Regions from separate parts of the Mus musculus genome. Here regions 1, 3, 4, 5, 6 and 7 are each linked to region 2. The links are chromatin contacts, called in public HiChIP or PLAC-seq and promoter capture Hi-C maps. All regions are on one chromosome and are shown on one strand. Each heading gives the region's core, a stretch centred on a gene start, on an enhancer-like site or on the middle of the called end of the contact. The rest is flanking DNA. Distances are from core to core; before and after follow the strand shown.

Evidence for each region. Promoter capture Hi-C pulls out the DNA fragments that hold promoters and counts their contacts. HiChIP or PLAC-seq counts read pairs in DNA pulled down with a chosen protein or histone mark.
Region 1: a contact with region 2 is called in a promoter capture Hi-C map of hippocampal neurons, with 4 times the contacts expected there. The contact joins the promoter of Foxred2 here to the promoter of Kctd17 in region 2. A contact is called at or near these places in 6 of 39 promoter capture datasets (the 3T3-L1 cell line, the C10 cell line, hippocampal neurons and 2 more), 5 of 115 datasets of contacts at active chromatin or transcription factors (embryonic basal ganglia, embryonic forebrain, forebrain and 2 more) and 1 of 9 other capture datasets (embryonic stem cells).
Region 3: an H3K27ac HiChIP or PLAC-seq map of embryonic stem cells shows a contact between it and region 2, with 4 times the contacts expected there. The contact joins the enhancer-like site here to the promoter of Kctd17 in region 2. A contact is called at or near these places in 1 of 39 promoter capture datasets (pre-B cells) and 4 of 115 datasets of contacts at active chromatin or transcription factors (embryonic stem cells and forebrain).
Region 4: a contact with region 2 is called in a promoter capture Hi-C map of hippocampal neurons, with 8 times the contacts expected there. The contact joins the promoter of Txn2 here to the promoter of Kctd17 in region 2. A contact is called at or near these places in 17 of 39 promoter capture datasets (the 3T3-L1 cell line, 3T3-L1-derived adipocytes, the C10 cell line and 11 more), 4 of 484 Hi-C or Micro-C datasets (the N1E-115 cell line, cerebral cortex, cortical neurons and 1 more), 6 of 115 datasets of contacts at active chromatin or transcription factors (astrocytes, embryonic stem cells, forebrain and 3 more) and 1 of 9 other capture datasets (embryonic stem cells).
Region 5: an H3K27ac HiChIP or PLAC-seq map of epiblast stem cells shows a contact between it and region 2, with 2.1 times the contacts expected there. The contact joins the promoter of Card10 here to the promoter of Kctd17 in region 2. A contact is called at or near these places in 2 of 39 promoter capture datasets (hippocampal neurons and pre-B cells), 1 of 484 Hi-C or Micro-C datasets (bone marrow-derived macrophages), 2 of 115 datasets of contacts at active chromatin or transcription factors (epiblast stem cells and pancreatic cancer cells) and 2 of 9 other capture datasets (adipose tissue and liver).
Region 6: a contact with region 2 is called in a promoter capture Hi-C map of neutrophils, with 2.0 times the contacts expected there. The contact joins the promoter of Sh3bp1 here to the promoter of Kctd17 in region 2. A contact is called at or near these places in 1 of 39 promoter capture datasets (neutrophils) and 1 of 115 datasets of contacts at active chromatin or transcription factors (pancreatic cancer cells).
Region 7: an H3K27ac HiChIP or PLAC-seq map of embryonic stem cells shows a contact between it and region 2, with 3 times the contacts expected there. The contact joins the promoter of Mfng here to the promoter of Kctd17 in region 2. A contact is called at or near these places in 8 of 39 promoter capture datasets (the 3T3-L1 cell line, 3T3-L1-derived adipocytes, the C10 cell line and 4 more), 2 of 15 datasets of contacts at CTCF or cohesin (the NIH/3T3 cell line and large pre-B cells), 1 of 484 Hi-C or Micro-C datasets (group 2 innate lymphoid cells), 5 of 115 datasets of contacts at active chromatin or transcription factors (embryonic forebrain, embryonic stem cells, large pre-B cells and 2 more) and 4 of 9 other capture datasets (embryonic stem cells, liver, macrophages and 1 more).

Annotation. Positions count from the first base shown.
Region 1 is chr15:77,955,265-77,958,704 of GRCm38.p6, reverse strand. Foxred2 (FAD-dependent oxidoreductase domain containing 2) reads left to right here and starts at 1,983. Exons shown (of 9, transcript NM_001017983.2): 1 at 1,983-2,138; 2 at 2,616-3,116. The coding sequence starts at 2,617.
Region 2 is chr15:78,426,753-78,430,177 of GRCm38.p6, reverse strand. Kctd17 (potassium channel tetramerisation domain containing 17) reads right to left here and starts at 1,614. Exons shown (of 8, transcript NM_001289671.1): 1 at 1,311-1,614; 2 at 28-136. The coding sequence starts at 1,520.
Region 3 is chr15:78,000,101-78,003,269 of GRCm38.p6, reverse strand. All of the region lies in intron 2 of Cacng2 (calcium channel, voltage-dependent, gamma subunit 2), which reads left to right. Among named protein-coding and RNA genes, the nearest start is that of Gm46520, 11 kb to the left of the region's middle. Within about 2 kb of position 1,654, at least 13 of the 459 cell types and tissues checked have an H3K27ac peak or open chromatin away from gene starts, as enhancers often do. A contact at or near this core is called in embryonic stem cells, where this site is marked.
Region 4 is chr15:77,927,159-77,930,577 of GRCm38.p6, reverse strand. Txn2 (thioredoxin 2) reads left to right here and starts at 1,584. Exons shown (of 4, transcript NM_019913.5): 1 at 1,584-1,671; 2 at 2,624-2,886. The coding sequence starts at 2,624.
Region 5 is chr15:78,801,282-78,804,827 of GRCm38.p6, reverse strand. Card10 (caspase recruitment domain family, member 10) reads left to right here and starts at 1,786. Exons shown (of 21, transcript NM_130859.2): 1 at 1,786-1,973; 2 at 2,196-2,447; 3 at 3,058-3,195. The coding sequence starts at 1,844.
Region 6 is chr15:78,897,878-78,901,365 of GRCm38.p6, reverse strand. Sh3bp1 (SH3-domain binding protein 1) reads right to left here and starts at 1,598. Exons shown (of 18, transcript NM_001316684.1): 1 at 1,405-1,598; 2 at 178-220. The coding sequence starts at 1,463.
Region 7 is chr15:78,771,783-78,775,076 of GRCm38.p6, reverse strand. Mfng (MFNG O-fucosylpeptide 3-beta-N-acetylglucosaminyltransferase) reads left to right here and starts at 1,632. Exons shown (of 8, transcript NM_008595.2): 1 at 1,632-2,059. The coding sequence starts at 1,805.

The DNA.
Region 1 (3,440 bases), core at 734-3,233, 470 kb after region 2:
TAGCAATGAGCCAGGCAGTGGTGGCCCACGCCTTTAATCCCAGCACTTGGGAGGCAGAGGCAGGTGGATTTCTGAGTTCGAGGCCACTGGTCTACAGAGTGAGTTCCAGGACAGCCAAGGCTACACAGAAACCCTGTCTCAAAAAACCAAAACCAAAAAAAAAAAAAAAAAAAAGTAGCAATGAAAATAAGTTCATGGTTGGGGGTCACACAATATGAAGTGTCCCAGCCTGAGGAAGGATGAACTGTGCTGTCTGTCCCTAGCGACCTAGGTGTGCCTTTGAAACTCTCTCCAAGGACAGGGTGTGGTTGGGAGGTGGCCCTTGAGGAAGACATCTTCAGAGTGTCTGTTGGGTAGCTTACAAGGGCTGGAGAACATCTCAAGCCAGTCTGCACAAAGCAACGTGTCACGTAAGAACATGTGTTTAAAGGCTGTGGACTGAGTGCTCTGCTGAACACTTCAGTAATTGGCCTGCCTGCCTGGGCATTCTCACCTGCCCCTTCAGAACTGGGGTGTGAGTGGGAGCAGAGCTATGGAGAAAAGGAAACAGGATGGGGATTGCCTTACTAAAGAGGCAGGTTTCAGCAACATAATTGAACTAACTTAAAGAGGCCAGCAAAGGATGCTGAGCAGAAACCTTGGCGTTTCTGAGAATCTCAGACTTGGAGCAGCCCTGACTGAGATTTTAATGTAGAGTGCAAACAACATAAAATAGTGTGACAAATGTCTTGGGCTTCAGGAGTGGCCCAGAATCCAGATCCCTTGGTCCAATCCACCTACAAGAAGCTCCTGTAGCCCTGCGCTGTGGGCTGTAGATCAATGGCTGGGAATCCTGCACCTTAGCCAGGCGTGGGGCTCCTGATCATTCCATTTCCATCACCAAAGGCAGACCAACTTTCTAGTTCCTTTTGGTGCCTGCCCATCCTCTCCACAGTATCTATGAAATGCTCGGCTTTATTTTCGGTGAGATACCTTGTCTACCCAGGATAGCTCCAAACTAAACCTGTGGGCTGAGGTCTCCACAATGACAATAAACTAAAGTTTATGTCTGCCCCCAGGGCGGATTTCTTTAGTGCAGGCTCTAAAGAAAACACCAGCATTCCGGGTGTGCTTTCTTTCACCAGGAAAATCATAAACGTAAATTTCTAAGGGCAAATGAGGGAAGCTGCAAGTGGGCGGGGTTCCGATTAGGCTTCCAGGAGCAAGGCTCCTTTTTAATGGGAAGCAGCTACAGTCACGCAAAGCTGGTAAAGTCCTTCCCAGATGTTTTTCCTAAGAACCCTCAGCTTCTGCATCGCCTTGTGAAGGTCGCTATCCTTTCCTCCAAAAGGCACACAGTATTCTAATTAGCCAGGTGAGTAACTTGGTCTAGGGAGCTAGCCTGAATATTCAAATCCTCCTTCCTACACAGAATTGCAGTTTGAGCCTCTGGGTTGGGGAGTTTGAAGCAGGATTTCACACAGTCCTCTTGTCTCAGTCTCACGATTGCTGGACATACAAGAGTGAGCCACTATGCTGTCTCAAAACCCACTTAGCTTTATCTTTGTTTTATGCAAACCTTGTCACTTTGTATTGACGAGTCAGTTACAAAGTGCTGGGAATCGCTTCCCTTGGCCACCCTTCGTACAACTGAACGATCAAGACTCTAAGACAATAATTGGTTCATCTGTCTTGGCCTCTCCTCAGTCCCACAAAATTGACTGGCCAATTAGGTTCAGTCTTCTACAGTAATAAAGGGATATAAATGGCAAGGTTTTCTCCAAAAATCTCTCATCTTCTGGCACAAGGATTAGTACAAATCAAAAGGAAGGGCCAGGCGTCCCATCATGGACCTGCTGTTCCCCAAGGCACCTCTACCCTCAGAAACAGCGCTCACAGCACGTGTGCGCCACTCGCGCCCCGGCCGCCCCACCAGTCCCGGCGTGCTGCGCGTGGCACACGTGACCCGCCCCCTGCTATTGGCCCGGAGTGGGGAGGGGCGTGGCCGCTGTGGCGCGAGTCAGCCGTAGCTTCCCTCCACTGCAGCCTGTCGTGGGAGCATCGCTGGGCTACCGGTGGCGGCAGCGTGCGGGTCGGAAGCTCAGCCTGGGGACCGCGCACGCGCCAGAAGCAGTGCGGGATAGCGGAGACCGCGGCAGGTGTGCTGGGGCATCCTCACGTGATCCGGGGGGCTGGGGCGGGGCCTTAGAAGCCACACCTCCTTCAGGGTCCCGTACCCCCACCCCCAGGGTGAAAGGTGGGTAGACCAACCAGAACCTCTGAAGGGTCCACCTGGGAAGACCTCCTCCCAAAATGCAGGGCACATCCAAAATGAGTGGAAATTGGGGAAACTGCCTCTCCTTTGGGGTGGAAATTACCATGACAATAAGGGAGTCTGACACCCTAGGAAAGTGGACTATGGAGATGAGCTGGGGATTCAGAATTCCTGTGGGCCCTTGATCCTACCTGAAAGAGATGGAGACGGGATAGATGAGCCCCTAGGTCCCGGGGTTCAGTACTAGCCCCGCTCCAGATCCCTGGGAGGCTCAAGCGCCTGGTTTCTCGTTCCTCGGGAAAGCCGGCTGTCACCAGCTGCCAGCCACGAGGTGCGAGGCCTCTCCTCTACTGTGCTGCAGGATGGGTCCCTCGGGGCTGCTGGTGGCCCTAGCCTTGCACCTGGCAGTGTGTTCCCGTCCGCACCGGGACTACTGCGTCCTGGGCGCCGGTCCTGCGGGCCTGCAGATGGCCGCCTTCCTGCATCGAGCCGGCAGGGACTACGAGGTATTCGAACGCGAGTCCGCACCTGGCAGCTTCTTCACTCGCTACCCGCGCCACCGCAAGCTCATCAGCATCAACAAGCGGCACACGGGCAAGGCCAACGCCGAGTTCAACCTCCGCCACGACTGGAACTCGCTGCTCAGCGACGACCCACACCTGCTCTTCAGACACTACTCGCAGGCTTACTTCCCCGACGCCAGCGACATGGTGCGCTACCTGGGTGACTTCGCGCGGCGCCTGGGGCTCCATGTGTTATACAACACAAACATCACCCATGTGACCCTGGACAAGGATCCACAAGCCTGGAACGGCCATTACTTCATTCTGACGGACCAGAAGGGCCAGGTTTACCAGTGCAGGTAAGGAGCCTCAGGACACAGCCGAATTGGCCTCGAGATTGGAGAGAATGAGAAAGGGGCTACTTCTTGCTCCCAATGGGGTTCAGTGCCAAGCAAAACTTTTTTAAGGTGCGTCCTTACAAAGCTGTGGCTGAGTATGTTTGGGGAAATCTAGCAATTTATCGTACAGGATTTGCCAGGCTCTATTGCCTTCGCCATGGTCCTGTGGTGTTGAATACTGCCTGTGAGCTTAGCTTATAGCCAGCAACCCATGCAGGCAGGTCCAGCCTTTTGACACTACTACACTACATATTCTTTCTTTCACTACTACTCTTTCTTTCTCTC
Region 2 (3,425 bases), core at 365-2,864:
CCAGACCAGCGCAATGGACCAACTCACCCTCCTCGGCCATGTCCTTGTCCAGCACCAATTTTCCATGCCTGAGGAAATTCAGGATGGGCCCGAAGTAGGTGGGGTCACGGTCAATGAGGTAGGCCCCGGTCTCATCCTGTGGAGGAGATGACCACAGGAAGTGAGGGGTGTGCAAGCTTCCCCAAGCCAGCCACCCCCACCCCTCCTAACACACACACACACACACACACATACACACATACACACACACACACATAAACTCAAGTCACCACAGGCTGGCTGGAAGAATGGCTACAGGGAGAGAGGAAGCAGGAAGAAAGCAGTAAGGATCTGGGTTCGAACCCTGCCTCTGCCTTTTCCAGGCTGTGTGACCTTGAGCCAATCATCTGGCCTCTGGAGCGTTGCTTCTTTCTCCCATAGTCAGAGGATTAGATGTGAGTATAGAGGGTGACCGGATTCCTGAGTGGCCCCTTACCTCTCTCTCAGCACAGGACCCAGTGAATTTCCCTCTTAGGAAAGTTTCCCTCTTGGAGGCTGTGTACCGCGCCCACCCCCACCCCCAGCCAACCCCACTATTCACTAGATGTTTGCAAGTTTCCAAAGAAGCTGCACTCTGATTGGACAAGTGCAGCCTGCAGGGAGGACTGGGATCTGGACAACCCAGCACAGAAGACGGAGACATCAAGGGACAGGGGACTCACCCAAGGGCACAGTGTAAGAGGGCCACAGAATGGGGGACAGGGGACTTTGACAAGCCAACTCCAGAGGCCTTGCACACTAGGAGGCCAAAGTCAGAGAGCAGGGAAGTTCCCCTCTCCTCCCGATTCCTCCCTGGTCATTTGGGAATTTGGCAGGAGAGCAGGGTGAGCCCACAAGTGATAGCTCCAAAGCCAGTGCTCTTCCCTACATTAAGCCCAGCTCCAAGACACCCAGGCCTCCTCCATCTAGTTCCTTGTACCCTTCAGCTGCCCACACCCTAAGGGCGGGGAGAAGCAGCCGCATCAACTCCTTTAAGAGTCAGCCAGGGCAGTAAGGCAGGCCCGGTTTGTTGGTCCCTCCCCAGCGCTCCACAGTAAGGAAGCGTCCCGGATCTGGGGCAGCTCTCCAAAGCTCTAAATGGCTGCGGCCTGTGCTGTCCCGTTGCCACGGCAATGGGTATAGCTATTCCTCTCGGCTCCTCTTCCTCCCCCTCCTCCTGCCTCGGCTCCCCGCCTCAGAATCCTAGGAAAGCCAGAGGCCGAGGGACGCGCAGGCGGGACAGCCCGGGAGCGCGGGGCCAGGACCCCCCTGTCAGCGGGCTCAGGGCTCACCCTGTCCGATTGAAGCTCTTCGCCCTGACACAGGCGGCTGAGGAAGGACTTCTGCTCCCGACACAGCGTCTGGCGGGTGGTCAGGAACACCGTGCCCCCCACGTTCAGCCGCACCCACTTGCCCCAGCCGCCCCCGGGGCGGCCGCCCGCCCCCACCGGTGGCGCTGCCTCCCCGGCCTCCATCCTCATCGCCGGCCGCGTTGTCTGCATCCTTCCCTCCGCACGCCGCGGGCGAGTACCAGGTGCAGGGCATGCCGGGAGCTGTAGTCTGGAGCCAGGGCTGGGATGCTCTGCGCTTGTCCTGGTGTTGCTCGGACAGCACGTCCCGCCCCACATTGCCTTTCTTGGTGATCTATCATCTGGTCTCTCCGTGTGGCCAGACTGCTTGGTTTGCAGAAGGCCCTGCGAAAACAGTGATTTCCTCATTGGCTATCCCCCCCCATTTGTTCTGCTTTGTACGGGGGCCCCAGCTGAGGAATACCTGACCTGAGAAGAACTTTCTTCCTCCAGAAATTCCTATATTTACCTGAACCTACTTTTAAAAATAGGCGCACGCGCCTGTGTGTGAGCATGTGCGTGTGTGCATATGCGTGCATGAGCCACATCAGCAGTGTTTCTTTTTTGTCCCGTGTGTGGCAAAGACCACGGGGATGAGGTATAGTCACCACCTCTTCCTAAATTCTTTGAGGATATGTAGTTGGGCTTAGGGCTGGCTGAACGTTTCTGTGTGCCAGAAGCTGTGTGAGCATACATATGACTCCTTTAAGCTTCCTGCATCCCTGCCGGGTTGCTCTGGATGCCAGTCTTGGTCTAGTCTGAATGCTACGGAGTCTGCTTAAAGAGTGAACGTTCAGAAGATGAAGTTCAGGTACTGGCTTCTCTGGTGCCACTTGGCTTCCATATGTGCTTGACCTGAAGCTTGGAGATGAGGCATGGATCGGCTCTACAAAGTGGGGAAGGGGAGTTTTAGAATAGCCCCCTCCCCCATGATGCTGAGATGCCCAGGCCCCCCAGATGCCTTTCCTTGATGGGAGTGTGGGGTGTGCAGCAGGACTGGGGAGGCTCCAAAGCTCTCAGCAAAGGAGGAATGGGCTTAGGGTTTGGAAATGGTCACTCTAGCATTGGCATTCAAGGTGATTGCTGGGCTAGCAGAATGGAGAGGAAACAGGGGAGGGGGAGGATCCTGTTTGGGGGACATGGTCACTGCTGTTCTCACCCCACTGTTCAGTGAGTTCCTGAGGACAGTTGTTCCTTTTAGGACAACACAGCAGGTACAAAAAGACCTGACTTAGGGATGGCCTAGTTTCACTTTCTGTTGATGTAATATTAACATCCTGCCAAAAGCTAACGTAGGAAGAAAATGGTTTATTTGGCTCATAATTCCATATGAGCTCTTTGCTATAGGGAAGTCTAGGTTCCAGGACCTCGAGGCAGCTAGCCACATCCACAATCAAGAGCAGAGAGAGAACAAATGTATGCTTGTACTCAGCTCACTGTCTCCACTCTTACACCGTCCTGGGCTGAAGCCTAGGGAATGGTGTCTCCCACAGTGGGCTGTGTCTTCCCACATCAATTAATGTAATCAAGACAATCTCCTACAGTCATGCCCACCTGATTCAGACAATTCATCACTAGCTCTCTTCACAGGTGATTCTAAACTGTGTCAAGCTGACCCATCACTGGGGAGGTGAGAGGGGCAAACCCCTTGCAAAGGATGGAGGTCAGATCTTCCTCCTTCGGGCTGCACATATACCTGTGATGTCCTCCAGGCAGGGCCCTGTTATAAGTACCTGGCCACAGACACCAAAAGCATCCATCAGAGATAAGTTCATTGAGCACCGTGCTCTCAAGACCACACTCTTGGTGTGCCATCGCGATCAGGGTGATGACGGCAGCCACCAGGACAGCAGGTACTGTTCACTGAGAGCTTTCCTGGTTCAAGTGGTGCCCACACATGGGCCGTCCTCATTCCGGGACTCTCAGATATGGATCCTACTTTTCCATGCCTCTCTTACAGTAGATAAAAGGAGGCTCAGGGACTGTGGGACAGTGCTGGGAGAGGCTATGGAGAGCAGAGTCAACCTCAAAGCCTTGCCTCACTGACTCGGAAGCTGT
Region 3 (3,169 bases), core at 405-2,904, 430 kb after region 2:
TCTCTCTCTCTCTCTCTCCTTTCTCTCTCTGCCAGTCTCTCTACATCTTTCGCTTTCCAGCACACACTCACACACACAGACACACAGACACACACACACACACATAAACACTCACATACACACACAACTTCCATTACCCATCCACTTTTATGGTGATTGGCCACACTAACCAACTGGAACAAGAAGGGGGTAAAGGCAGGGTACAAGAGACTAGAAAATTCCTCCCAACCTAGCATGTCTGACACATGAACCCATTAAAAGGGATCAAGTCCCAGTGGGTTAACACTCATAGATTTCAACACTGTGCAGAAACTGAGGAGTTACCCTCAGTGTGCTAACCACTGTGACTATTGGTGTACAAGCCAAGAGAAGACGGTGCTCTGACCTGGAGGAAGGATCCTAGGGATACAGGGTGATCACAAAGTTGGGGTCCACAGGTATCCCCTAGTACAGTGCCAGCAGAGTACAGACCTGAGGCCAGAGAAGAGAAAGAGAAACAGAAGGGCCAGCAGCAGGCCGGATTTCCTATACCCCTGTTTCCTGAGTGTCACCCACCCACTCTGCCAGATGGAGAAAAAGAACAGCATGGCCTCTGAGTGCCGCTACCCACCGGCTGTGCCCACCCCCAAGAGCAACTTTTCAGTGTGATGGCCCTAAGAGCTGGCTCCCTGAGGCCCAAGATCATAACCATGATTTGCCAAGAGGAGCAGGCAAAGCAGACTAACAAGAGAAATGTTGGCTCGAATTACCTAATCCTTATTCATCCACGTACCCCAACTCACCTCTGTCCCACTGAGACAAGAGGCCACTTCCGAAGCATGGCCCTTCCCCATCGGTCAGGACATTAGTCACTTCTGCCACCAACACAGAAAACACGAAGTTAACTTTGGTATGCCTGTAAATCCCAGCACCCAGAAGGCTGAGGCAGGTGGATCAGAGTTTGAGGCCAGCCTGGGCTACACAACTAGCCAGTCTGCGCTACAAAGACCCTGTCAAAGGGGGAAGGAAAGAGGTAAAGAAAGAGAGCCATAAAGGGCCAGAAGGCTCAAACACTTAGCTTACAAAAGCACCCTCGAGTCTCCTGGTTGCTGCGGCTTGTGAGAGAATCCATTGGGATTTACATCTTCTCTGGACAGTGGCTACACACTGGGGATCCCCAAGCCTCAGGTATTAGGGCTAAGGACAGGAATTCCTCCTCTGTGTCTATAAAATCCACATAAACGGCCTAACACACATGGCTTTTCTGAGCCCCAGCTGTCTGCTCTACAATCCATGGATGTAGCCCAGGAAGACTTCAAACTAGGGATGGCTAAATGTGGAGATTCTCCTTTCCCTCCTCCTTCCTCCCTCCTTCCTCCTCCTCCCCTCCTTCCTTCTTTCTCCTCTCCTCTTCTCACCCTTCTGGCCTGGCTTCACACTCCAAAGTTTATTCTCTCCTTGTCTTCATATAGTTTTTCCAGCCAGCCTGTAAGTCTAAAACCACAAGGGGAAAAAAAGTTACCTTCTCTCTCCCACTTAGCCGCTTGAGACACCCAAGAGTCTGTTAGACTAACTCCCCTCTGCTGGTAACCTGGAGCTCGCCCACACTGGAGCAGCCCCATTGCTGTGGGCAGCAGCTTTCCCCTCAGGCCTGCAATCTTGCTTGACTTTGTTTCTTGTGATGCAAATCAGATCCTCTACAGCCCTCCCAGATCTAAATGCCCGTGAATTCCTTTGCTCTGAAGACAGAGGCACACTCTTTTACCTTGACCCACAAGTCCCCTCGTGACCCAGGAGGCTCCACCTGGCTCTGGACCAGGCCTGAACCTTCTCAGCTTCCTCTCTCATGGGTCCTCAAGTCCCTCCACGAGTGCCTGTGAGCCTGGCCCTGTCCGTCACTAAACAAGCCACTTGTCCTACACACCACTTGGTGCTGTCTCTGTCCCACAGACACTCCTAGCAGCTGCCTCCGCTCTCTTGAGAGCTGCTCCCCACTAATCCATATCGCTCTCTCAGGGAAGCTCACCCTGATCCAGCTCAGAGAATGTACGAAGCCCAGGCAGGGGAATGCCATGTGTTAGACGGACAGGCCTGAGATCACAACACTTGGACAGACAGCCAAACTTTTCTAGGCCTCAGTTTCAGCCTCTGGACAATAGAAGTAAAGTGTTCTTCATTGGCTGAGGAGACAGAGAAGGCCTAAAACTGTGTCTGTCACACACTCAATCCTCAGGACATCTCACACACACACACACACACACACACCACACACACATATATACACACACACACACCACACACACACATATACACACACACACACACACACACCACACACACATACACACACACACACACACACACACACCATGGTGCCTCATTGGTATCTTTCTGTTGGAATATATAATCCTGGCTCTGTTACTATTACTATTATTATTATTCTCTAATCTTTTTTACAGTCCAGTCGCTATTCCCCTCCCGGTCCACCCTCTGACAGTTCTTCATCCCATTCCTCCTCTCCTGTCTCCAAGAAGATGTCCTCATCCCCGCCCCCACACCACCAGAACTTCCCCCCTCCCTGGGGCCTTAAGTCTCTAGAGGGTTAGGTGCTTCTGCTCTCACCGAGGCCAGGCCAGGCAGTCCTCTGCTGTATATGTGTTGGGTGCCTCAGATCAGCTAGTGTATGCTGCCTGGTTGGTGGCTCGGTATCTGAGAGATCTGGGGGTCCAGGTTAGTTGAGACTACTGGCCTCCCTGTGGGGTCGCCCTCCTCCTCAGCTTCTTCCAACCTTTCCCTGATTCAACCACAGGGGTCCTTGGCTTCTGTCCATTGGTTGAGTGTAAGTATATGCATCTGGCTCTTTTGGCTGCTTGTTGGGCCTCTCAGACCAATGGTTGAATGTAAATATCTGTGTCTGTCTCAGTCGTCTGCTTGTTGGGCCTCTCAGAAGACAGCCATGCTAGGCTCTTGTCTGTAAGCACACCATGGCATCAGTAATAGTGTCAGGCCTTGGAGCCTCCCCTTGAGCTGGATCCCAATTTGGGCCTGTCACTGGACCTCCTTCCCCTCAGTCTCTTCTGCATTTTTGTCCCTGCAGTTCTTTTAGACAGGGACTCTGTTACCGTTTGATGATATATATCTCTTTCATCAGAACACAGTTTGGTAAAGATGGGGCAAAACTTGTTTTCAT
Region 4 (3,419 bases), core at 335-2,834, 500 kb after region 2:
CAAAAGTAAAAGAGAGAGGGCTGGAGAGATGGCTCAGTGGTTAAGAGCACTGACTGCTCTTCCAGAGGTTCAATTCCACCACATGGTGGCTCACAACCATCTGTAATGGGATCCGATGCCCTCTTCTGGTGTGCCTGAAGACAGTGACAGTGTACTTATATACATAAAATAAATACATCTAAAAAAAGAAAAGAAACAGATAACAAAACAATGAACAGAGACTGGTGGCTGTCAGTTGCAAAGACGAGGGCTGACCTCCACTGGAGCAGACAGAAAAGGGACCCAGAGACAGTGCAGAATCTAGTACCTAGTAGCACTTTTCTCAGAGAGCTCTGGGAGAGCCTTCCAGGCACAACTGCAGATGTAGAACACAAAGACGCCTCAGCAAACCACTAATTATTGAGAGAGTGGGTTAAAATAGGGTGGTAGATGGAGTCCATCTGCTGGGACACATCACATAACCCCTCTGACAGAAACCACTTGCTGAGGTGCGCAAAGATTCTCAACTTAGTGTCTATTGAACAGCCTCTCTGTGCTGGGCATTGTACCAGGTTGGCGCTAAGTATATGCAGATGAGACAACCACAAGTCCCTACTCTCAGAAAGAGACGTTGTCCATGTGTTCTGGAGGATTATAAAGCAGGCGCTAGTGAGAAGAAAGCAGTACTATTCAGAGAAGATAAGGTGAGCAGGTGTTCTAAGTACCCAGAGACAAAGTTCAAAGTGAGCAAAGGTATGGAAGGGAAGGTGGACAGCAACGTGTTCCCCGATCGTAAGGGGCTGGAATACTGGTTACAATATGCATAAATGAGGGACTTACACCTCAGTCACTCATGCCAGTGGGAATGGAGAGAAAGCCCTACACTTTACCTTGGATAGTGCTTCCTTGACAGTTCCAAAAAGTAAGACATGACAGTACAAAAGGTAAGGGCTTTAGAAGTACCGCCAGCCCTTAGGGGCAGAGGGACTTGCTCAATCATAAGAAGTTAGGTTGGGCAGAAAAGAATCAAAAACGGCAGAATAACCCCTTAATGCGACATGTGTACACACACACACACCACACACACGACCGGATCTCACGTAGTTCCTAAGTATCGAGGATGACTTTGAACTCCTGAGCCCTCCGGGGTCCTGGGATTAGGTGTGTGCCATCACACCCAGTTTACTTGGTATTGAGAAGCCAGGCTTTGGGTGTGCTAGACAGGAATCCAATTGAGCCATAACCCCAGCCCGGGAATCTCTTCCTTTTAACACTAAGCTTCTGTCGAGAACAGAGCTTCCTCGGCATTAAAGTGAACACAGCCTTCCAGCCCTTTCCAGAGCTCAGATCCAAGGGTGGGCAATGCCAAGAGGCGCAACACAGCAGGAGCTTGTTCCAAAGCCACTCCTTCCTTCCCGCCCTCTCACCCATCTCCTCCCTCACTGGTCCCACACATTTTCCGGTCCCTCCTCCACGATCCCATTCCTTCCGGTCGCGCCCCTTCAGCCCTACATTTTTCCGTCCTCCTCATTGGTGAAAAAAACCGAGCCGCCCCCAAGTTGCAGAGAAACGTCGTCCGCATAGTCTTTCCCGGAAATGACGCTAGACCTGCCCCTGAGGAAGTGACAACAGGAGTGCCCTTGACGGGCAGGCCGGCTGGGCTCTGCATCCCTCTGCTCGCACTGCCGGGAGGTAGGAGCCCTTGCGGGGTGGGCTGAGCCGGGCTGGCGGCGCGCTTCTCTGCAGGAAGGCGATCGGCAGGGGGATGCCCCTAGAGGGAGGAGGTGGCCTTGGCAGCTGCACGTCCTGTGCTCCCAGTCTCCCTGTCCCCCACCCTCCCCAACACGTGTCCATTCTTTGGGCTTCCCTCCGTACACATGCCACCCGCTTCACTTTGGTACCCCATGGCCGGTTCCTACGCCTCTCAGTTCCTCCTTCCGTAGTTGGGAGTCTTCTTCGCTCATTCTTCGACAGCTTCCCTTTCCTTAATTTCCCATAAAAACACTTTTTTAAAAGAATGACTGATAAAAATTTTACAGACGGCCTTGGGTTCCAATTAGCTGTACTTTAAAAACTGGCCTACGTTGGGCATGGCACTTAACCTACCTGTTGCCCTGAGTATGGACGGTATTATAAGGTTTCTTCAGAGTTGATCAGAGAGAGCCAGTGATGTGTGTGTGTGTGGGGGGGGGGGGCATTGGGCTATACACAGTGATGTAAGGCACTTGAGCCTTGTCCCTCCCTCCATTGACCTTTTATAATTCCACCTCAGCCTTGATTTCTTTTTGGCTGTCAACCCAGTTTTTCTGCCCTTCTAACTTAACGTCTATTCAGTGATGCTGACTCCTTACTCACCTCTAGATATTTTTTTTTTGTTGTCGTGGGGAGGTTTTAGAGACCAGGTTTTATTGTCTAGCCCAAACTGACCTTGCCTTATATCACCTGCCTCGCCTCCCAGGAGGAGGATTGACAGGTGGGCCCCACCACACCTGGCCTTTGAAAATCATATATTACAGTATTTCCATGCATCTTGCTTCCAATTCTGTATGTTCCCAACACCTCATTATTCCAGAATTCTTTGTTTTCCTAGTGTGTTGACTTCCTATTGCATGGCCCCAGCTCTTCCTGCCTCTTGCTCCCACAGATGGCTCAGCGGCTCCTCCTGGGGAGGTTCCTGACCTCAGTCATCTCCAGGAAGCCTCCTCAGGGTGTGTGGGCTTCCCTCACCTCTAAGACCCTGCAGACCCCTCAGTACAATGCTGGTGGTCTAACAGTAATGCCCAGCCCAGCCCGGACAGTACACACCACCAGAGTCTGTTTGACGACCTTTAACGTCCAGGATGGACCTGACTTTCAAGACAGAGTTGTCAACAGTGAGACACCAGTTGTTGTGGACTTTCATGCACAGTGAGTACTGGGGACAGTAAGAGATGGAGGGTCTTACTTAAGTATTTATTGAGGGCTCACTATGGCTCTCTACCATGTGTAATGCTTATCTACATACACTCATTATGAAGACTTTTGAGACCCTGTGCCTGTCCTTAAGTATGCAGTATGGTAGGAGACAGATTGATGGTCTTCCTAGCACACTAGGAGACATGCTGCCTCATGCCTACGTCCTGTATCTCAGTGCCCGAAAAGCTCAGAGTCTGCTCCAGTGTGGAACAACATCGTATTTTAACATCGAAACCCACTAAAACTGTGGGAAGGACTGGGCAAAACATTATCAGTGCCACCATAGCCGTCCCCAAGTACGGATGGGGTGGGCAGGAGGTGTATCTTCTCAGTACCGCAGGGGTGTGTTTTAGAGATATATAAATGCCTGCCTTGTGGCCTGGTCTTCATTTCCAGACCTTTACACCAGATTCAACCAAAAAGCCAAGAACCCGATTGCCATCAGGTTTTCTGGACAAGTCTCACCGATTCTTTTGTTTTCTTCC
Region 5 (3,546 bases), core at 537-3,036, 370 kb before region 2:
ATCTCTATAGCTTCTTTAAGAGCAGGCTCTGGGACCTGCTGTGACTCTGTGACACCACGCCCCCCCCCCCCCCCCCCAAAGTCTGTTAGCTTACAAGCTAATTCCTAGTTTCAGTGCCAGATTCCTGGCCCTGGTTTTGCCTCTGATGAGAGAATAATTAACTAAAGACTCATTTTCCAGGGTTTCCTTCCCATTATCCCGGCCAAGAAAAAATATTCACAGGGCTGCGGTAGGGTGGAGCGGCTCTTTGAGGGAGGAGCTGCTCCCTGTGAGAGCCAGAGTCAGGGTATCAGGGTCAGCAGAGGAGAGGCGATCCTTGGGAGGGAGCCTAGTGTGAACCGAGCCTGGGGAGGGGAGAGAGGCCAGGGCGGATCCAGTGTGTGGCAAGTTCTTGCTCTCTCTGGGCCCCTGCTTCCTCCTTTGTAAAGGGATAGGTTTGCATTAGAATTCAGTCCTTTCTACAGAGCTGCTTCTGCAGGTGAACTGGTGATACTCCAAACAAAACCAAGTCAGCAAAAGTCTGTGGTTCTTCAAGGCTGGGAAAGGAACTAGGTTATGTAGGTAAACTAGTTTCTTTACTGCAGGGGCTGTTCAGGGGTTGTGGTCAACCTTGTTTCCTTGGGTGAGTGATGCATCTAATTCGGAAAGTATGGGTGGCTTTGGGGACCTACACATCTTTCCAGATCCTCTGTGTCCTCTTAACCCTGTTCTCGCCACCCCGAGGGCACTTTCCAGTGCCCAGAGAGCTTCTAGCATGTGACTACAGGACCTTATTGTGGGAGTATTAGTCTCCAAGGCAGAAGGGAGTTTTGACGCTGCCTTTTCAAATGTAATTGATTTTAACCACACTCCCTCCCACCCCGCAGGAACGGCCATTTAGAAATGCAAGCATCCTGGTCCCCGTGTGCCATCAACTTGACTCAGGAATGAAAGTGCAGTCAGTCTGGACACTTGCAGGGACTGACTCCCTTCTTTGGAAAGGTGCCCATGACCCCTCCCCTCTGCTGCCCACACAGGCTGTCCTGGGCTTGGTGAAAGATGTGAGCTCTTGGCAGCGTGTTCGGGAACACTGAGACTGTGGAGGGGCAATTGTCCAGGTCACCGGCAGATAAGAGGCCTAGCTGGGAACAGGATGCAAATGAATGCAAAGCTGAGACACACACAGAGAGAGACTCACAGCTGACCGGGGCTTTCAAGTGCCTAGGCACAGGGTGTTTGTGGGAGGGAGAGGCACGTGAGTAGTCTGTCTCCGGTCGAAGTCCTGCTCAACACTTGTAAGGCCATTATCCCAGAACATGGACACGTGTGAAAGTTCTGCTAGCTTCTGAGGCCCTGTCCCACACTTTGCAGATATTTCCTGAAAGACAGATATGTATTATGTGACTTTCAGCAGAGTGAATATACCTACCATGCGAGTTTAAGTGGGAATGATGGGGCTCTGTATATGAGGTCCGAGCCCAGAGCTCGCTAAGTTGGTGTGACCTGTTGACTTCAGGGCGTGTGTGGCTAGTGGAGCGGACACTTGTCGCGTTCAGGGTTCCGGGTGGCCAGCTGCACCGGGAGTCGGGCTTGTAGAGGGTGCAGGCTGGTGTTGTGCTCATGGTGGGGGACAAGGTGAGCAGCAGCGGCGGCAGTGGCCCTGGCGGTGGCGCGCGGGGTGTGGGCGCGCGCGTGGCGGCTCCGCCCCGTCGGGGGCCGGGCAGGTGTGGGAGGGCCGTGCGGACCCCGCCAGGACTGGCCCGGAGAGCCGGCGGGAAACAGGAAGCGGGGGTGGGGGGTGGGGAGGCGCGGCTGGCCCGCAGAGCGGCCGGGAGGACGACCGGAGCGCAGCGGGTCGCGGGCAATGTTGGGTGGCCCGGGAGGCCGCCGGGCTGGGGGCGGAGCCAATGACCCCGAAGGCACCGCCCCGTCGCGCCTCCGGAGCCGTCGGCCGAGCACAGAGCCGGGAGCTCAGGGCAGCTGCAGCGCCCGTGGTGAGTGCGGGGAGGACACGGGCGGGACAGCAGCGTGGGGACGTGAAAGGACGCCGACGGGACGCCCGGGAGGACGCGGGCGTGACCTCTCGGGGACCCGGGAGGGTGCAGGCAGAGCAGCTTGGGATCCCGGGAAGACGGAGCCCGACAGCGCCGGGACCCGCGGGCGACGCCCAGGTGCGGTGACCGCGGCTCCGTGCCCACCGTGCTTGTCGCCCGCAGGCTCGGAGGACGCGGCCATGCAGGGCCGGGCGGACGCGGGCGAGGCTGACGAGGAGGCTGGGGCGGGTTCGGGGTCGGAGGCCGAAGAGGACGCGCTGTGGGAGCGGATCGAGGGCGTCCGGCACCGACTGACGCGCGCCCTGAATCCGGCCAAGCTCACGCCGTATCTGCGCCAGTGCCGCGTCCTGGACGAACAGGACGAGGAGGAGGTGCTCAGCACCTACCGTTTCCCGTGCCGCGCTAACCGTACCGGTGAGCCCGCCGCCAGGGGTTTCCTCTCCCTTCCTAGGCCCGCTCCAGAGCAGACAGCTGGATGTGGTTGCCGGTGCCGATGGCGACCCCTGTGGGATCTTTACTGTGCTCTTTGACCTCTCTGGTTCTCTCTGTCCCATTTGTGTATCCCTTAAAGAATCAGTTTTTCTCAAGAGCTCAAATCCGGGCTCAGTTCTCCGAGGCTCCTCTCCCACTGGGCGTCTTTGTACCAGGACTGTCAGAGGGACTAAAAGTATCAGGGAACTTAAGTCAATGAGAGCATTTTGCCTGGGAAACGCAGGCATCCGATGCCCCCGGGCATGCGTAACGTGTGTGTGTGTGTGTGTGTGTGTGTGTGTGTGTGTGTGTGTGTGTGTGTGTGTGTGTAGGGGTTGCTGGGGACCTGCTCCAGTGCAGGTGCTCTGGGGAGGGTCTGGTGTTCCTAGCCAGGGCAGACTGAGCTTTGCTCCCTGATGTGTTGGGACAGGCCCCGGTGTGTGTCACAGCCCAAAAATCTGGGGAACGTAGGCCCTGGAGCATTGTCGGGGTGGAGAGCAGGGGCACTGGGGGAAGACCTCATCCTGACCCCTGTCACAACCTTTACCCTCAGGGCGCCTCATAGACATTTTACGCTGCCGGGGCAAGAGGGGCTTCGAGGCCTTCCTGGAAGCCCTGGAATTCTACTACCCAGAACACTTCACGCTGCTCACTGGCCAGGAACCTGCCCAACGCTGCTCCATGATCCTTGGTGAGCAATCTCAGTGGGTGCCCCATCCTTGCCACCAGAGCAGAATTTTCTTACCCCAACTGCACTGGGGGTGGTGGTGTCTGTTTTCACTATACCCATTGGACAGATGAAGAAACTGAGGCACCAACTGCAGAAGTTTACCCAGGGCCCCAGAGTTCAGAGTCCATGTGCTTAACATGACTCTCTCTCTCTAATCATCTTTATGAATGGTATGGCTAGTTTCTCATGTAAACGTTCAAGAATAAATGAGATGGCTTAGTGGATAAAGAAGCAAGCCTGGCCACCTGAGTTCACTCCCCGGGACCCACACAGTAGGAGAGAACCAACTCCTGAAAGTTGTGCATAGATGCT
Region 6 (3,488 bases), core at 349-2,848, 470 kb before region 2:
GTATACTGTGTCTCCCCTAGAACAAGAATCACTTTTCTCTTCCCTCCTGGGCCTTCCCTGGCCAGCAGGGAATGACACAACCAGGCCCTTGACTGCTGTCCCCGCCTGCCAGCCTCTATACTGACAGCCTGCATGGGCCTGCCTCCCAGCCCAGCCCGCCCAGGCCCAGGCACGTACCTGCAGCAGGTCCTCACCCAAAAACTCGGCAGTCTCCGGGGTGCTGTGGGGGAAGGGGGCTTTGGATGAGTCAGTCTGGGTTAGGGAACCCACTGCCTCCCTCTAACCCCTGCACATGGAACCTGAACCCAAGATGCTTCCAGGACCCACCAAGCCTGGGTGGCCCGTCCACATCGTAGCTGGAGCACATTCCATGGTAGTTAAGAGGATGCATGCCTGCTTCCTCCTCCACCCAGGGCTGTGTCCTGGGAGAGGGTGGACCCATGACACCGAAAAAAGCAGGAGGGAGCTACCCAGGGCCCAACTTCGGGACAGAGGAAAAGTTTCTCATCTCCCCATCCCCCTAAATAGTTTGCCTGGCCCGGAAAGAGGAGGCCTAAGCTGGCCCCCAGAACGGGAAGTGTGGAAGCTGGTCTCCGGGGTGGCCAGGCCCACAGGCATACGACATTGGACTGCAGCTGTGGGCAGGTCTGGGGACTCTGCCCAAGGATACATAGGGACATGGGTTCAGGGCAGAGTGGCTTGGCTTCGTAGGTACATATAAGTGTTTGTGTCACTGCAAGGTCTGGATCAAGTTTCTGGATACACGGTCACCTCTCTGGGCCCAAAGAATGGGGAACTCCCAGGCTGGGGAAGAGGGACAGAAAGAAAGGCTCCGAGAAACTCCCCAAACTTCCGCTCCCATAGTTTTGGGGCTGGGAACCGAGGAGACCAAGGGGTGTCTCTACCTGAGCCTACGAAAAGCAGAAGCAGGACCAAATGGCAGGAGGCCCCTGGGTTGGGGGAGGGGACGGACACCCAGAGCAGAGCAGGCCCCTCCTCCCCAGGCCAGAACACTGCCAGTCCCTTCCCCCAGGGTCTGGGGCCCCCGATCGGCTCCGTTCCTCCCCTTCCCTCCAGTTAGAGGTGGCTAACTGTTCCCATTGTCCGGAGGGGACAAATGAGGTTCCAGGCAGCGTCTTGGCTCAGGACGCATTCTGCTCTCTGCAGCAGCCTCTCCAACCGGGAATGGAGGTGCCTTCCCCCGCTCCCCCTCCACCGCCCGCAAAAGCCAGCTATGCTTGTGCGACCACAGTGACTTCAGACCCCAGGAAACGAGGTCAGGGCTCTGGCATGCCAGAGGGCCGCTGCCTAGATATCTTCGACCTCTGTGACCAGTTCCCCACTCTCCTGCGCTCGCTCAGGTCCTGCGAAACGATAGCACGGCTAGAAGCGGGTGACACTCACCGTCCCGAGCTGCCCGTGTGGGCCAGCTGCCGCATGCGGTGCAACTGCCTCTTCATCATCTTGGGTCCGGGCAGGGGGCCGAGGAGTCACCTTGGGGGTTGAGGCTGGCAGCCCCCGGCCCAGCCTGCTTCCCCGCGCGCTTCGCCCCGGATGGGTGGGCGGCGCTCTGGCTTCCTGGGCCGGCGCGCTCCTCTGGCTGGTGCTGGCGCTGGCGCGGGCGCTCTCCTCCCCCGCTCACGACTCCGCCCCCGGCCCCCAGGTCACTCCTTTCTCCAAGTTTGGAGTCTCTCTCTCTCTCAAGTTTGGAGTCTCTCTCTCTCTCTCTCTCTCTCTCTCTCTCTCTCTCTCTCTCTCTCTCTCTCTCTCTCTCTGCTTCCGGGCCTCAACGACCCCCGGGTTGTCCGACCCGCCTGCCGAGTGTCCGTCGGTCTGTCTCTCTGAGGTCCGCAGTTGAGTGCGGGCTCTTCCTTCCCGCAGCCTGTCCTGTCACCGCGGCGGGTGGCGGGAAGCAGGTAAGCTGCTCCTGCCATCACCGCCCTGGGTATAAACAACCTTTGCTCTCTTAGAGGGAAAGGAAGGCTGCCTAGAAGGGACAGGCCTTCAGGACCTGTGCAGGCCAGTCACTAGGGGATGCTGCCTGGGGACTTCTTCTCCACCATACTATTCCCTGACCATCCCCCTTGCCTGCTGGACCACTGGCTCAGAACTTGGGGTACCTGGGACTACCAGATACTAATGTCCTTGGATCAGTCCCCAAAATTCTGCATTCATTGTGTATAGTAGCTTGGTAGGACAACTGTCCTTGTCCAGTCTATGCCACAGGGTAAACAAGATACCCTGGTCTGCTTGGTCTGCTCGTCAGCCCTTGAGGTCCTGTCACTCTACACTTTAAAGAGTCCCAAGCTTTGACCGCTTCCCCTATTTGTAAAACTCTTTCTCATTTCTTTTAGCAAATGTCCCAGGCGCCTGCCCTTCCTTCTTGTCAGGCCTTGATATGTATGGGTGCTGCTCTGAACCCCCAAACCCGATTTTCTCTTTGAAATGTTCCGCTGAACACCAGCCTGAGCATACAATAGGTGTTCATAGCTACAGAGCAAGAGAGCCGGTGGGCAACTGCAAGCTGACTTCAGTATGCACCCTTCAGGCTTGGGAGGGGGAAGGGTGACTACAGGAAGCCCTGTGCACCACACCAAGCTTTGCTCTCTTAGTTTCAGTTCAGAGCCATACCACTTGAGCACCTACTGTGTGGGGGTAGAGAGTTGGTGTGCTCCTCAAAGACTTCCCTTTGCTCCAGACATCTCTGTGTACCCAGCACAGGTCTGGCACATGGTGTTCACTCAGCCGCTTTCCCCATTTAAGAAGTCCTATCGAGTGTGGGAGGAGCCCAGAGGGGTCCCAGCAGCTGCTGCAGCCAGAACATACTGGCCAGGAACAGCCACAGCCTCTCATCAGTGGAATCCTGGCTCTCTGATGGGGAGTTGAGAAGGCAGAGCAGCTTCCTTGTCTTTCTTTTTCCGATGGGAAGGAAGGCTGCTGCCCAGTGTTTGGAGAAGAGATGGCAAAAGATTCTAAAGAGGGGGCTGGAGAGATGGCGCAGCAGTTAAGAGCACTGACTGCTCTTCAGTGGTCCTGAGTTCAACTCCCAGCAACCACATGGTGGCTCCCAACCATCTGTAATGGGATCTGGTGTTCCCTTCTGGCCTGCAGGCATGCATACAGGCAGAACACTGTATACTTAGTAAATAAATAAAAATCTTTAAAAAAAAAAAAAGATTCTAGAGAGGTGTCAGCCTTGGGGAGATACTAGAGTGGTATAGACCTGGCCTCCTAATGGGTAAGACAACATCTTGCTTCTAGTCCTGGCCCTTTTTTTCTCCATCCTCCCGGTCCTACCCAGAACATTTTTGCGTTTCAGTTTTCCCTGATTTGGCAGTGGGTACATTCTACCGGATGAGCCTTAGGACGATTCCCGCTCCAGGCTAGCACCTTCATGCCTCCAGGGAAGTCTCTGATCTCTACGGTGCTTCTGCCTTCATGTCCAGGGTTGGTCTGAAAGGTACTTCAAGGCAGTCCTGGCTTATACC
Region 7 (3,294 bases), core at 383-2,882, 340 kb before region 2:
ATCCCCATCCCCAGCGGATCCCACCTTTCAAGTCCCTGCCAGTTTGTTCAGTTTGTGGGGAGGGTCATATTTCCTTGGCTCCTCCCAGAGACGCCCGCCATCTGTGCTGGAGTCACCTTACCTGCCCCAGTGCCAGGTGGGGGGCCCTCAGCCCGGCCTTCCTCATCAACAGAGTGTCCTCTGCTCAGGTCACTTGAAGCCAGGAGGCCAGGAGTGGCTTAAGGAGCCTGGCAAATTGTGGGTGTGTGGCTGTCCCCAAGAGACAGCCCCCAGAGTGAGCATGGTTACCTCCGGGGGAGCAGTCTAGAGAGACAGACTGGAAGAGGTGTCCTTGGGCTTTGAGGTTAGAATTTCACTTACAAAAATGTTCACTGTGTGTGTGTGTGTGTGTGTGTGTGTGTGTGTGCGCGCGCGCATGCAATAGCAAGAGTGCACTGTGTATATAAGGTTCAGGAGCCGTTCTCCCTTTTTGTCATGTGGGTCCTGGGAATCAAACTCAGGCAGTCAGCGTGTCAGCAAGCTGCCTTTTCTGCTGAGCCCTCTCACCTCTCACCTGCCCCGAGATCCCTTTAAGGAATTTGCTATGGTGATGCACACCTGTCAGATGTGCATGCACACAACTTGCTGTGGCAACACACACAAGGCCAGGGAACAACTTGCTGGAGGGGGCATGTCCCTGGGAATTGAACTCAGGTCCATCCACAGGCTTGGTGGCAAGCACCTTCACCTGCTGAGCCATCTTGGAGTCCCTCACCATCATTTCGTAAATGATAGAGGTATCTTGTCGACAGCCATACAGCCAGGTTGTGGCCCTAGCTGGGATCTGAACCCAGCCCCAAGCCTAGGCTTTTCCTTGGTGGCACTGTTCTGAGGAGGTGAGCTGTGAAGGGGACAGGCTGAGGCTGACACCTCATTGTCCTAGTGCTCCAGGAGCCTTTAGCAGGCTTAGATCCATTCACAGCCACCAAGCACTTTCCTGTGCTTAATTAACATAATTAACAAGTATTGATCAAGTGCCCAGTATGTACCAGGTACCGTACTGGGTTCTGGATAGTCAACAAAAGAGAATACCCCCTGCCTCAGTAGTATCATAAGTAAGACAATAAATATGTAAAATACACCATACAGCAAGAAGTTAGAAGGGTCTAGGCTTGGGGGCTGGGAAGGAGGGCTGTTTAAAATGGGCAGGAAAAGCCTCATGGCAGAAATAATGTCTGTGTAAAGATTCAAAGAAAGCAAGAATCTAGGCAGCATGCTATGGTGGGCATGGCCCTGTGATAGATGTAGGCCTGATGCATGGTGGATGATGGGAAGGGCCAGCAGGAGGGAGAATGAGCCAGGACCTGAGGCTGGCTGGACAGGATCCTGGCTATTCTAGGAGCCAGAGAAAGGACTGTGAGGCATAGGAAGGCTGGAGTGGCTTCTTCCCACCTCGTGGAGGGTTTGGTGTGGCTGCAGCAGCTGGCAGGGCCCTGTGCCTCTTCCAGTGGGTGGCTCCCAGCAGCTGCCTCTGGGGCTTCCCAGGCCTAGCCCCGCCCCTCGGGCTGAGGCAGGGGCGGGGCCAGGAGCTAAGTGGCCCGGAGGGAGGGCTGAGGAGCAGGTGGCGGGCTGGTGGCCTCTGCCGGCTGGCAGGACGGTGGTGGCTCAGTCTCTGGGTCCAGAGACCCAGCTTCCTCCTTTCCCGTTGGTGTGTGCCCCCGATGCCTGCCAGACTTTTGCCTGTACCAGGGCCCCCTCCTGACCAGCCTCCCACCCCAGACTGATTGGGGAGTCGGGGGCTGAACTGTCTGGGGGCCTGCTACCAATGCACTGCCGACTTTTTCGGGGCATGGCGGGAGCCCTCTTTACCCTCCTGTGCGTGGGGCTCCTGTCTCTACGATACCACTCAAGTTTGTCCCAGAGGATGATACAGGGCGCGCTCAGGCTGAACCAACGGAACCCAGGACCCCTGGAGCTGCAGCTAGGCGACATCTTCATCGCAGTCAAGACTACCTGGGCCTTCCATCGCTCCCGCCTGGACCTGCTACTAGACACGTGGGTCTCCAGGATCAGGCAACAGGTGACAGGCGGGGGCTGCCTTGAAGTCTGAGAGAGCACTCCTGGCTGGGGGGCTCCCAGGGGTCTTCCTGGTGGTCTGGGGAAAAGCTGACCACCAGGGAGTGGTTCCTTCTGGGGTCTCTCCACTTCTTCCGTGCCCACCCCCATCCCCACTGCCACACTCCAGGGCCTCCTTAGACTCACAGGTCTATCTCTGTTGGGTTCCATGTGGCACCTCTGTCCTAGGCTCCTCTTGGGTCCCCCTCATCTCCTAGATTCTTGACCCTAACTTGCCTGAAGATTCTGGTGGGTGTTAAGGTGAAAACCCACCAGGACCGAGTAGCTGCGCACCTCAGCTCTGGGCATGGATGGGGCTGTGTGAGGCAGGGGTGTGATGTGGATGCTGGAGAGACATGGAGGTGGGGCCTGCTTGAGGGAGGCTTCCTCTCAGTTCCTGCCCTGCTGTGCTGCCCAGGGTGTGAGGGCCCTGTCTAGCTTCTCCGTTTCCTGTGCTGTGGTTGGGATGGGAGGCAGTGGGTGAGGTCGTGTGGGCTGGAGGTCAAGGTGAGGGGAGATCTGCCAAGGCATATGGAATGTGTGTGTGTGTGTGTGTGTGTATACCTGTGCTCATACACAGGGCTAGGCATGCTAAATACAGTAATAAGAAGGCATGAGAGTAATGAGTGTGTTTCCTGAAAGCAGAGTCTCTCTCCCCATACTCAAGACCCCATCAAGCAAAGCCAGGGATGGGTGTGGGTATGGGGGGCATTGGGGACCACGTCAGGGGAGGTAGCAGAACTCATGCACTTGTGCACACACACACTATGTCCCCATGGTGGCTGCTGGCTCTGTGAGCGGAAGTGACTGAGCCTTTGGTGGGGAGGCCAAGGAGAGGAGGTAGTTTAGTGAGGGAGAGGTGGGGGTACCTGAAAAGGATGCCCTCCCCCTCCCCGTTTCCTGGCATAATGTCCGGTACAGGCATGAGTTCTTCCCTGGTAGAGCTCCCTGTAGCCCCCAACCCCTCCCCCCCAGCCTCCCCCCTTCTTGTCTGGAGGAGACCGTGGTTCCTCCACGGAAGCCAGCAGGGCTGGCCCTCCGCACAGACCTTCCTGTTTATGAAGCTGCGTCTGTGTGTACCAGGGAGTAAAGCCTCACATGGTCCCTGGCGCTTTCCTGTCGTCTTGCTCACGGCGATGGTGCCCTTGCCCTGAAAGGAAGGGCTGGCCAGAGTCACCCAGGAGGCCTATGGGGCATAGC